2 separate regions of the Mus musculus genome follow, and region 1 is linked to region 2. Evidence: chromatin contacts called from public Hi-C data. All regions are on one chromosome and are shown on one strand. Each heading gives the region's core, a stretch centred on a gene start, on an enhancer-like site or on the middle of the called end of the contact. The rest is flanking DNA. Distances are from core to core; before and after follow the strand shown.

The links. Hi-C and Micro-C count contacts between places; a contact is called where the count stands out from the background.
Region 1: a contact with region 2 is called in a Hi-C map of Th1 cells, with 3 times the contacts expected there. The contact joins two enhancer-like sites. A contact is called at or near these places in 1 of 39 promoter capture datasets (liver), 1 of 484 Hi-C or Micro-C datasets (Th1 cells) and 2 of 115 datasets of contacts at active chromatin or transcription factors (CD8 T cells and bone marrow-derived macrophages).

The regions. Positions count from the first base shown.
Region 1 is chr8:128,645,572-128,648,271 of GRCm38.p6, reverse strand. No RefSeq gene overlaps it. Among named protein-coding and RNA genes, the nearest start is that of Gm26002, 4.1 kb to the left of the region's middle. Within about 2 kb of position 1,316, at least 34 of the 459 cell types and tissues checked have an H3K27ac peak or open chromatin away from gene starts, as enhancers often do. A contact at or near this core is called in Th1 cells, where this site is marked.
Region 2 is chr8:128,419,364-128,422,063 of GRCm38.p6, reverse strand. The region is part of intron 3 of Nrp1 (neuropilin 1); the gene reads right to left. Among named protein-coding and RNA genes, the nearest start is that of Mir1903, 61 kb to the right of the region's middle. Within about 2 kb of position 1,418, at least 28 of the 459 cell types and tissues checked have an H3K27ac peak or open chromatin away from gene starts, as enhancers often do. A contact at or near this core is called in Th1 cells, where this site is marked.

The sequences.
Region 1 (2,700 bases), core at 67-2,566, 230 kb before region 2:
GATCTGCTCCAGCAGTCTCCTTGTCCACACTCAAGGTACTGCTTTATTGGAGTTGCTAATGGCCTCAGCATGGGGGTCAGATCATGAGAGGCTGGTGAGAATGTTCCACACCTGTGAAATCCCCTATTTATTTGGAGGAAGCAAATGTCTTCTCTGTTCCTGAGCCATTTGGGTAAGTCACATGGCCAAACACCAATGTATGAGGTGAGGCTGTTTCCTGGGACAGTTGCAAATGAGAAGGAAATAGATGATTATAGATGATACAAACTTCATGCCTCAGCTATCTCTCCAGCCAGAGGAGGAAACTGAGGCATAGAGAGGTTCAGTGCCTCACCCAAGAGCCTTCCTGGAGGTAGAGTCAGTGTTTTGTCCTAAGAGTCTGACTCCAGAACACTGAGTCATTTCCCATATTCTGACTCCAGAGCTCTCATTTTGACGAAAGTACTCACAGCTATCTCTTGTCTCAGGTTTCAACAGTTACTAGTGAAGCAATGGAAGCAGGAGACTAGAGCATGACAATAAAACCGCATGAAATAAAGTTCTGGACTCTTTCAATAACGAATTACCTGGGGCTCAGCTGCTACAGTGCTTGTCTAGTATGTGTGAAACTCTGGGTTCTAGCCCCAGCACTGCATAAACTGGGTGTGGTGACTCATTCCTGAGATCCTAGCCCTGGACAGGTAGGTAGAGGTGAGAGTGCCGGAAGGTTAAGGTCGTCCTTGACTGTGTAGTGAGTTTGAGGCTATCCTGAGATGTATAAGACTCACAAAAAAAAAAAAAAAAAGAAAGAAAGAAAGAAAGAAAGAAAGAAAAAAGAAAAAAGAAAAAAGGAAAGAAAAGAAAACAAAAGAAGAAAAGAAAAGAAAAGAAAGAAAGAAGCAAAAGGCAAGAGCTATCTAAATTGATGTTGTGCTGTTATCTAAATTGATGCTGTGCTGTTAACCAGGAATTCATAAATTGCCTCTCAGAACAATATAAGGGAATCTTGGAGTATTTGTTCTAGAAGAATTCTCTGGATTCACATAAAACTGAGCTCTTGCTAAACACCATAGTCAGGGAAACAGCTATAGAAATCACATGGGGACCACCCATCTCAGGCCCGGGTCCTGTTCCTAAAGTGCTCTTCCTGTCCTTATTTCCTACTAGGTCTGATTTTTCATGTGGAAGAATGTCAATCAGTTGCATCTAGGCTTGTTTCCAGGGAGCACAGAGCTCAGACCCACTACATGCCTCCTAAACAAATATATGTATATACAGAATAAGTCAGGTTAAAGTCAGGCAAACACCTCAGACACCACATCATAGGTTTGAAAGAGGAAGAATAAAGTGAGTCATGACAGGCCGAAACCTCGACTCCATCAGAACCCCCTCCATGCCTGGTCCTGAGTTTGAAATCCAGCATTTGTCTTAATCAAATTTAGACATAGTCATGCATTCTTACTTCCTAGATGTCAGTTCTTTTCCTAGGGCTGGGAAATTGGAAGGGATTCCTGAGGACATGTATTGGGATAAATGTCTTCTCCTGGAAGCAGGACTGAACCCATAGAGATTGCCTCAAGGCCTGGTTCCATGCAGCTGGCCTGTACTCTGAAGGAAGTGGTCAGCCAGGGGTGGAATGACGTCAGGGACAGCTGAGTGTCTGCCACCAACGAGCTTAGGAGAGTTTAGTATGAGGGTGTGAGCTTAGCTCAAGAGGAAAGTGAGCAAGTGGTATTGGTGTTTATCCGCCGAACACTGCGTCTCAATGTCTTGTTAGCCCCTACCTGTTTTCTGAGAACTTTCCCACTCAGTAGATTACCTGCTAGCTTAAATGCTATAGCAGAAAAATCCCATGCCCAGCTTCTCAGCAAGGAAAGCTCCCTCACTAATCTCCGGGTCACTGTCCAATTGTTATGGGTACACAGTCTCCTATGAAGTGACTCTGGGACCTGGAATTCTTCCACCTTGGGCTTTGCCAGCTTTGGGGTCTGGAGGCTCTCCAGTAGATGATTCTAGAAGGGGTATCCATTTCACTAGAAATATCTCATTGGAACTCAGGGATGAAGCTTCATGTAGTTAGAGTGCAGGCATTGTGGTCTTTCTGGGTGCCCAAGAGGAAGACAAACTGGTTTGAAGAAACAGTTAAGGAAAGCACATGGGGGGGTAAACACCATCCAAGTGAGAAGCCAGGAATGTCCCCACACTGTGAGGAAGGCAGCTTTTTAGCCAAGCAGTGGTTTTTACAACCTTTAAACAAATTATTTAAAGAATTCTTTTTACATCTCCATCATAACCCGCCTACTCTCAGTCCCCTCTCACACATTCTCTCCCCCATCACCATCCCTTTTTCCTCTGAGGCCCCCCTCTAGGTGCCAACCCAACATGACACCTCAAGTCACTGAAGGACGAGGCACAGGAAGTCTTGTGGAAGAGTTGGGGTAAAGATTAGGGATTTTCCAATCTTACTAGGAGGAACTGCCAATCCTAATACAAGACAGTTCAGCCCTCACTCATTGCTCCCTCTTGCTGCTCATGACCTAGCTTGTCTTCTCTGCTTCAGGCATTACATGCTCTGCAGTAGAGTTACTGGCTGTTCTTTCAATGTATCACACATACATTCACACCTCTAGGCTTTTGCAAATGGCATTTCCTGTATGAAACACCTCTCCTCCTCACCCTGCCCCCTGCAGCAGCCAGTATACTTACCTCTTTTCTGTGGAC
Region 2 (2,700 bases), core at 169-2,668:
AAGAGTGACAGACTGGAGGTGTGTGTGTGTGTGTGTGTGTGTGTGTGTCTCAGAGAAGGATCTTTAGATGAGTGTTGGGATACTGACCCAAAGTTCCAACATCTGGGAGAGTAGATGTAAAGGAACTTCAAGGCTCTGGAGAGAGAATCAGGGTGGTCTGAGGTGACCGAGGGAAAGGTGAAGAGGGGCTAAGGCTGCCAGGCAGGACAGACCTTCGTCTCAGCTCCTGGAATTAGGAATAGCAAATTCTCATACTTGTAATCCACTGCCTGAAAACCTCAAAGCCAGCATCTAAAAAATTAATTTCCTGGTTGCATTAAACTATGATCAGTATAATTCACATGTTTTTAGAAACTTTTGAAGTTGCTGAGCCCCCAAAGAAGTGCTGAGTTCTCAGAAGATCAGAAATCTATGAGTTCTGTATCATTATTAAATGACTTCTGAGGATTAATATATATTTACGCATGTATTTTGTGAATATTTTTTATGCGGGCGATAGGTGAAATAGTAGAAATGTGGGTTTTTAAAATTTCTCAAATAGAAGCAACAGTGTTGGAAAATAAAGCATATGTTACATGGGGAAATTTGAAGATAGTAAGAGAATCATTGGTAAATATATATTTGTATATATAGTACACTCTGTATAAATACTGTGTGTGCTGTATATAATGTATAGACACAGAGGGCAACTTGGGAATGTGCACAGAAAAGTCAGGTTAGCCAGAAGTGCTTCCCAAGAAAAGAGACTGGGGCCAGGTTTTCTAAAAGATCAAGTGCAGTTTGGAAGACGAGAGAGCCCTGAACCTTGAAGGAGTCAGTTCATTGGTAGTTGCTGTAACAGTTCTTCTCAAGCATAAGTCAGTGGCAGGTGTCAGAATTACCTGTTTCTGTTTCATCTGAATCTGAAAGCCTCTGCTGGGTTCCACTGATGAGGAAACTGATACTCCAGTCAGCCACACCAACAGGCAGTGGAAGAAGTGAGCATCATACTCTATCAGCGATAGTCCTGGAGCAGGATGCTCAATGTCATAAGTCACAGTTAAAAGTAGATGAGGGCAAAGGCTGCTCAGGCTTTGTCCAAAATCCAGCAGGATTGAACTTAACCCAGCAGGATAGGTTATAATGACAGGGGCTTGGTGGCCCATGGAGAGACCTCAAATAGGATTAAACTACATTGGCAAAAACACAATTTTGGTCTACTTGGTGGTTTGTGGCAGTCAACTTAGAAGGAAGATGTAATTTTCCAAGTCTGTTGAATGAAACTGAGGAGAATAGGCAACACGCTAAATACAGGGACTGACCAGAGAGTAGACTATTATAATAGTGCTTGGGGTGTGGGCTCTGATGGAGGATGATGAAGAATTCTCAAGTCAGCAGCCCCTCCTCCTCCCCTTCATAGCTCTCTCAACTACTTGCAGAACATTCAGAAATACTGAAAATGAAAGTCTGTTCTTACTCATTTTTATGACACCTACTGTCTCTGATGATACCATGTGCAAGAAAGCAAGCATATGTGAATGCATGTGTGTATACATATAGATAGGGGATACCCTTTGGATAACAAGGCATACAACTTTCAGTGCAAGAAAACTTGGATTCATGTAATCAGGGGTTCATATGTATGTGTAGGCCACAAGCTTAGGTATTATTCTTTAAAAAAATTTTTTTGAGACAAGGTCTCTCACTAGCTCATTAAGTAGGCTAGGACAGCTAAATATCATGTTTCAGGGGTCCTACTCTCTTCCCACTCAGCTCCCCATTCCTAGGATTACAGGCATACACCACAACATCTTGAGTTTTACAAGGGTGTTAGGAGTTCAACTCAGGTCTTCATGCTTGCAAGACAAGCACTGTACTGTCTGCCCAGTCCTGTGGTTACATATAATTATGCAAGAAGTTATTTCTACATGAGGCAAGGTCAGGCATCTTTGAAATGTAAAGAAGTCATATTAATGTTTTCCAAACTCCCAGTGGTTCTTCCTGGGCTCTGGTTCCATTGCTGACCTGGAAAACCTTAGGTTTTTAACACAGTTGTAACTAGATTTTTTTCCCCATCCTACTTAAACAGGCACTTTCTCCTACATTTCACAACATGTTACAGACTTAAACCACTGTTTGTGGATTGTTGAGAAATACTGGAGAACTTAAAAATTTAAGTAGCAGCAACAAATTTTAATACAAGAGGAATCTGCAGTGGTCTCCAGATATTTCACAGTGCTATGCGTTACCCTCTTTCAGATTGGATCTGGAATGTTCCCAGCTTGGTCTTATTAGAAGGTGAGGGACTTTTACCGAAGTCATCTAGTAATTGTGTGTGTGTGTGTGTGAGAGAGAGAGAGAGAGAGAGAGAGAGAGAGAGAGAGAGAGATCTTTGAGAGTGGTAATAAGATGGTAAGCATTCTGTTTATATCAAGGCATGACCATAGCCCCTCAAAATTGGAAGCCTATGAACTGTCAGACAAATAAAAGGAAAGTATTAACCATAGATTTAAGGTAAAAGAGACTAATTGACCTAACTGACACAAAAGAATCAAACTTCATGACTGGAGATGTGGTTCAGTTGGTAGAGGGCTTGCCTGGCCTGTATGAAGCCTGGCCTGTATGAAGCCTGGGCCTCCATCCCCAGCAAGGTATAACCTGTGTTTGGGCCACACAGCTGTGATCCTTTTACCCAGCAGTTGGAAGCAGGACCATCAGGAG